2 separate regions of the Gossypium hirsutum genome follow, and region 1 is linked to region 2. Evidence: chromatin contacts called from public Hi-C data. All regions are on one chromosome and are shown on one strand. Each heading gives the region's core, a stretch centred on a gene start, on an enhancer-like site or on the middle of the called end of the contact. The rest is flanking DNA. Distances are from core to core; before and after follow the strand shown.

Region 1 (3,311 bases), core at 663-3,162, 49 kb after region 2:
AAACTATTGTATCACTCGGTTTGATCCGTGCATCTCAATCATTGCAAAAAAAATCAATAGCACTTTGGCATGCCAAATGTTGCGATTGGCAAAAAATTAGGTTGAGACGCATTTTTGAATTCTAAAATCTACATATGGCATCCATACAAACTGTAGTACGAATTTATAAATTTTAGTATATGTCTAATATTTAATTTCAAATGTTGGAATAAATATGATATAACTTTAAATTTCATAAACCAACCTCCTATTCGGATTGTTGACCTAAAGCTAGCCGGATATCCTCGAGCTTGGTTGGTATACTTGTGTGTCTTACACGATTGTTCCACCTATTCAAATAATATGTTATTTCAAAATTAAAATAATGAAAAAAATCTTATGATAATGATATTATCAAACGAATTTTATCATATTACGGGTGGGAATTCATAAGAGAGTCCACTCGAGGTCGTAAAAATGGTAGTCGATACCATGCCCACTTTTGTAGAAGGAACATGCAATCCCTGATTTTAACTTTTTTTGGTTTTGTCACTCGTCACATTTCTTGGTATAATGTTACCAGCACCGTTGATCCCCAACTAAGTCATCTTGCTTCTTTCAAGTCGACTATTAGTAGTAGCCACATTAAATGTACTAGATTTTGATATTTATCTGGCAAAAGCAGATCCCCGATCAACCTCAAGATAAATGCGTGTGCGAATTGTTCTTTTTCAACGTTAGTCACAAAAGCCTCGATATATTTGAAGTTGTCCTCCAACCACCCCATCTCGATCCAACTACCTCTAAACTTGTTCGGCACTTTCCTTAGTAGTTGCTCACATGTTGCATTTTAATCTGCACTCACCACTGGCCCCGTAACGACTTCCTCATTGACCGGTAGACTGAGTTGTAAACCAACGTCATTGAGTATAATTATACACTCATAATAAGTAAGATGAAATGTGTGCGTCCCTGGTCTCTATCTTTCTACCAAAGCACTAATAAGTAAGGGATCCAATTTAGTCCCCCCTCCCCCGAGCATGCGAGCCACATATAAGAATCATGTATCTCGCAAGTGTCCATGAATGGCAACCGATGCACTCATACTTAAATTGTGTATGTATGTCTCCAAAATCCGATCTTCGAATTGAGTATATAAACATAAAAAATTAATAATTTTAACAACATAATAATTAACTAATTAAAATTAAATAATTTAACAATATTTTCTTACCATTTGTAATTGAACGTAAGAGATATGCTTGTCATCCAAACGAATAAGTTGATTTGTCATTTTACAAATATGGTTGGTGAGGTATAGCCATTGGAATTGTGACCGTTGGGGAAATGCTATTGTTGCCTTAAAAATGCGTCTTACAGGGCGCATTTTCATTTCTCTCTCCTAAAACAACGTACCTCGGTAAATATAAAAAAACATTATTTACTTAACTATTAAAAAATTCAGCATATTTCATTAATTTTCCCGCATAATAATATTATTAATATATTATAGTTCTTTAATTTGAAATTTTATAAAAAATAAAAAATAATCTAAATCTCAAATGTTGTTATAGGTAAATAATAACCACATCTCTATTACATCAAAGATTTTAGCAGACAAATGTAAATGTTATTGAAAGGATTGATTGTATATTTTTAAGAGAGTTAAAATAAAATTTTATCATTTTGATAACTTGTCTTTTTAAAATTTTAAAGGACTAAATTAAAATTTTATAATAATCGGAGTTTAAAGTGTAATTTACTATATACTCATTTAAAATAATATAAAATTTAACATTTTAGGGGTGGAGCCCCACGACCCGCGGTGACCATAATTACCAATTTTAAAGGAGGTGACAAGTTCAGGGGCCAAATGTGAAATTAAGCTAAAACAATATTACATTCCATAAGAAAAAAAAAACTGTAAAAAGAAAAAGGAAAAAGCAAACCATAATGCACAAATTCCCAGCCACTGCTAAAGCCACTGATCCATTGCCTGCCAGCTAATCTCCCAACCCAACCAACGCTCACGATCCTCCCTTGTACTTTGTCCCTCACTCACTCACACACTTCGATGTCTTGCTTTTGTTTTAGCCTCGTGATACCGATGCTTCCGCCTGCGTGGCACCCGTCCCCACCCCCACGCTTTGCCTTTGCTCTTTCTTTCTCTAAGGCGGGAAGGCAATGCCAAACCTTGCCCCCTAATTTAGTATTACAGTGAAAACAAACAAAACCAAAAGGTGTTTTTTTTCTTACACAGATTTTGTTTACAATTATACTATTCATGAATGGAAACAGTTAGTGCTTGATTTGTTTTCTTATGATGTTTTGAAACCTAACAATTATTGATCAACAAAATCGAAAAAAAAAAAAGAAAAAGAAAACGAAAGCTTGCTTACGCTGTCACTGGGAATTAGAAAAAGAAAAGCTTTGTAGTTATGTTTTCAGAGGGAAAATAAAATCTGGGTTTTCATTTTTTTTCCTGTAAAATTCAATATCTGAAAGTTTTACTTTTCTCTGTCAAATGTGTGAGACATCTCTTGTTATCTTATCTGTTGCTTAAGTTGGGAGCATATTTTTTTTGAAAAGAAAATTTTTGTTTGAAATTTGAAGATTCGATTCGTTTGAAGTTTCAGGTGAAGGAACAAAAATAAAAACGCAGTGACGAATTTATTCTTTGCGTCTTTCTTTATAAGATTTGCTCGCCAAATTTGAAGTCCTCTGGAGGGTTTTCTTGTCATTTTCGTCCAAAAAAGTTGGACACTAAAGAGAGTCCTCCAGTTTTTGAATTAGAAAAATTGAAGCTTTTTTCTTTGGTATTAGTGCAGGGTAAGTAAATTTAAGTTCCTTTGAGTTCCGTCCTGTTTTTGTAAGATGCTGAAGAAACGTGGAGCATCATTATGGGGTTTTGGATATTGGGTTATGGTGGTGGCTCTGAAGCTTTAAGATAAGCAGCAAGAACGATCCTTGTATGTGCATTTGTCTCATATTCTCTGCTTTTCTTTCTTTTTTTTTTTTTTTGCTTCCATGGCGAAAATGAGGGGTTGCATAGTCACTGTGGCTTTACTCTTGCTGCTACTTCTTTGCTTACACCAAACACCTGTAGAGTGCAAAGAAAGACTCATTAGACAACTGTCTTCTCGGCCTTCTTCAGCTACAAAGCCTCAAGAATTCAAGATTGGGTTCAAAAGGGTAATTCTCAGCATTGTGCTGGGAATTTTAACTGGATTGATTGGAGCTATTCTTTTTGCTTTATTGATCAAAATTGCTGTTCAGTACATCAATCAAACCCCATTCCTTAAAGGTCCTGTTATATTTTCTCCCAAAATATC
Region 2 (3,420 bases), core at 617-3,116:
CACTCTGCAACGTCGAGTACTGCATGAAAACAATATCAACTGGGCAACAGAGAGGGAACTTTTAAAAGAGATGCCTACAACTCGAAATCAGTTACCGGCCGATTCTGATATTAATCATGATTCAACTCATTTCAAGCAAAGCCTTAACGAATTTATTCAGTTGTTTTACGAAGAAAGACAAACTGAAAGTAGATACAATAATTTCCACAAAGAGCTGAAACGTATAGAAGAGAAAACTATTGTTATTGCTTGTCTAAAGAGGAGGATATGGAACCCTTGGGCTTCATTGGCCACCATAAAAAAATTTATCACTACAATAAAAGAGCTATCAGAAGAAGTAGAAAAAGAAAATAGAGAAATAATAGGTGAGATTGAGGAAGCAAAGATGAATAAAGAGGGAGGGCATCAGAAAAGAGCTATTGAAGCTAGAAAATCAACTTAGGGATATGCGTCTCAAAAAGGAAGAAGTACATAAATGCCTTCTTAATCTCACAAAACGCCACCAAGAAGCAGTATTGTACCCTTTTAATTACTAAAATATTATTTTATTTTTATTAAAATTTGTTAGGATAATTACCATCATCGACCCAAAAAATCGAATAGGTTTGGGCTAAGATTCTATTGAGCTCGCAAAAGGAGCTCGTAGATCGAGCTTGCTCTCCTGCGAAGTTACGAGTGCATGGAATCATATAAACACATGTTAGTTCTAAAATAGAATACATGTCTGTATGCATGAAACCTACATAGTATGTCATATCAATGAACAGTACTCATATCATATAAATATTCTGACATCACCATCATAGGAGGACGAATAAAAAAGACTCAACACTCATATATATTTATTTAAAACCAAAACATGTTGAGTCTTAGCTCGATTGGCATGGACATTGTTGCCAATATAGGAAGATGTAGGTTTAAGTACGCTGAAGTGCATTATCCTCAATCAATTAATCATTACTTTAATAACCTACTAAGGTCACTTATCTAACATTAATATACCGTGAAATTACAACAACAAAATCCAGTTCCATCCAATTCCTTCCTTTACTCTTCCATCAATATTCAAAAGACCTCAATGGTCTTCATAATGTCTTATAATTCAGCTTCAATTGAGCCCACCACTTCCAATGATAAAAAGAAAGTTAAAGAATTCATCATTCTTAAAATCCAACTGATGAGAACTCAAAAAATGTACATTAAATATATTTATAATTATTTTATACTAAAATTAAATGAGAGTTTATTAGATTAGTAAAGTTGAGGTTATGAACAATATGATAGCTTGTGTTTAAATCTCACAATATATTAATTTAATTTTTTTATAGATTCTATATAAAGAGAGAGATTTTAATCATTTTTTAATTAAATTGATATTTGGATATGTATGAAATTTAATTTAATATACAGTATGATATATGAATATTTATTTTGTATATTATATATATAAACTCTTACTTTTACTTTAGTTTTAACAAATCAATTTTTTTATACAATATTTAGGTTGAGAGATGTGGGTTATATAGTTTGAATTTGTGTTAAACAAGTGTCTGACGAAAGTTTTTAACTACCACTCTATACAAGTCAAGACAAAATGAACAATATATTTATTGAATATGGAAATAATATAATTTAAATTGAAGTGTAAAAAATAAGTATTTTATAAAATATGTTCTTAAAAATATTTAAATAGTAAAAATTAATTTTATAAAGAAATCATTTATTAAAATCCAATACAACCTATGAAAACGAAGGCTGAATCACATGCATTGGATCCGTTGGGGCCCAAAGGAAGGGAAGGGCAGCCCATGCCGATGGCAATGGTTAAAAAGTATAGGTAGCTTTTGCACGCCGACAGGTAGGGGAAAAGACACGCCTACCGCAGTTGCTGCCTTTTCGCTCCTCCCTAGAAACGACCAAACATTATTATATTACTTATTCCGTCCTTTAGTTTTATAAAATTTAAAGTTATATGTTTTTTTTTTAAGAAATGTTTAATTTGATGTAATAATATATTAATATTTTTATTTTTATTTTATATGACGTAAATAATGGTATCAAGTTGTTTGTGAAAATTTAATTTAGACCAAATTTAATGCATATAATTGTATAATATTAAATTTCATTTTATATAATTTTGATCTTTTTTATATCTAATTGTTCTATTTCTAAAATGTGTTGCTCTATTACTTAGTAATTCCAACACATGTAACTAGAAAGTAAAATGAACAAATTCTCAGTCCTTTCTCCTGATTGAACAAAAAGTTTAATCTGAAAGAATGGTATCATTAATTCCTCAATATCTCGTGTTTGACTCCCACCCTAAGTGAATTATGTGTAAGTTTCTCCTAATTTATTCTTAATTAAATCTTATTATAAGTAAGTTTTCTCTAAAATTATTTTAATATAGTTCTGAATATATTCTTTTTATTAGTTCGAGAGTACTTTATAATGTTTGATTATAATTATAATTAATTTAAAAATATATAACTTATATCTAACTTATAACTTTCTTTTAATAAAATCCTCAATCAATATTATTTTAAAAAATTACTCATTCCATAATTCAAAGAACGTATTCTTTTTTAAACTTGCAAGGTTTTAGAAATACGGTAATATAGGGGCTTAGAATGATATAATTGGATAATATAATTAAATGTACAATTGAATGTATAGTATAAGATTAGAAATTGAATTTAATTAAAACGAATTTGACTCCTATAGTTTGGGTCAAGACTAAAATTTCAAAAGTAAAAAAGTATAGGGACTAAAATTAACCAAATTGAAAAGTACAAAGACTAAAATTTATCAAATTAAAAGTATAATGATTAAATCCATAACTTTTACAAAGTACATAGATTAATAGCAGAATTTAATGTTATTATCAATCGAAAATTTTAACATTTGTTCATTTTATCATATTTTGTTGATTATATTACCTCAATTTTTAATTTATTATAGGTGAATTTTTTTATTATCAATTATTTATTTGTATGAAAATTTTAAAATTTTGTATATTATTTTCATATTTCCATAGTTAATTTTTACTTCACTATAGTTTAATAAGTTTTTTATTTATATTTATAATTAAAGGTAATTTAGTAAAATGTGTTTTTTGGTAATGTTACCGTTCATCAATTAAACAATAAAATTTTACAGTCTAACTAAATAAACGAAATAAGGTAATCTGATATATTCAATAATGAACTATCTGATATATTCAATAATGAACTAAGTAATCTTAAATTCTAGTAATCATATTACAAACTATCTTAATACCACCTTTCTTCCTTAATCAATGTTACATTCTCATGATAATATTAGATTATTAACAATTCCACCCCTTATTTTAATGACTTTTTTTTTGTGAATTATAAGAGGAGGGTAAAACCCTAATAGTAACGCGACTCGAACCCAGAT

The links. A called contact is a pair of places that touch in the nucleus more often than the background predicts.
Region 1: a contact with region 2 is called in a Hi-C map of leaf, with 2.6 times the contacts expected there. The contact joins the promoter of LOC121228197 here to the enhancer-like site in region 2. A contact is called at or near these places in 6 of 34 Hi-C or Micro-C datasets (fibers, hypocotyl and leaf).

What each region holds. Positions count from the first base shown.
Region 1 is chrA04:80,882,209-80,885,519 of Gossypium_hirsutum_v2.1, forward strand. It overlaps LOC121228197 (inactive leucine-rich repeat receptor-like protein kinase CORYNE), which reads left to right and starts at 1,913. Exons shown (of 2, transcript XM_041111471.1): 1 at 1,913-3,311. The coding sequence starts at 3,007.
Region 2 is chrA04:80,833,040-80,836,459 of Gossypium_hirsutum_v2.1, forward strand. No RefSeq gene overlaps it. Among protein-coding and RNA genes, the nearest start is that of LOC121228197, 49 kb to the right of the region's middle. Within about 2 kb of position 1,867, at least 2 of the 9 cell types and tissues checked have an H3K27ac peak or open chromatin away from gene starts, as enhancers often do. A contact at or near this core is called in hypocotyl and leaf, where this site is marked.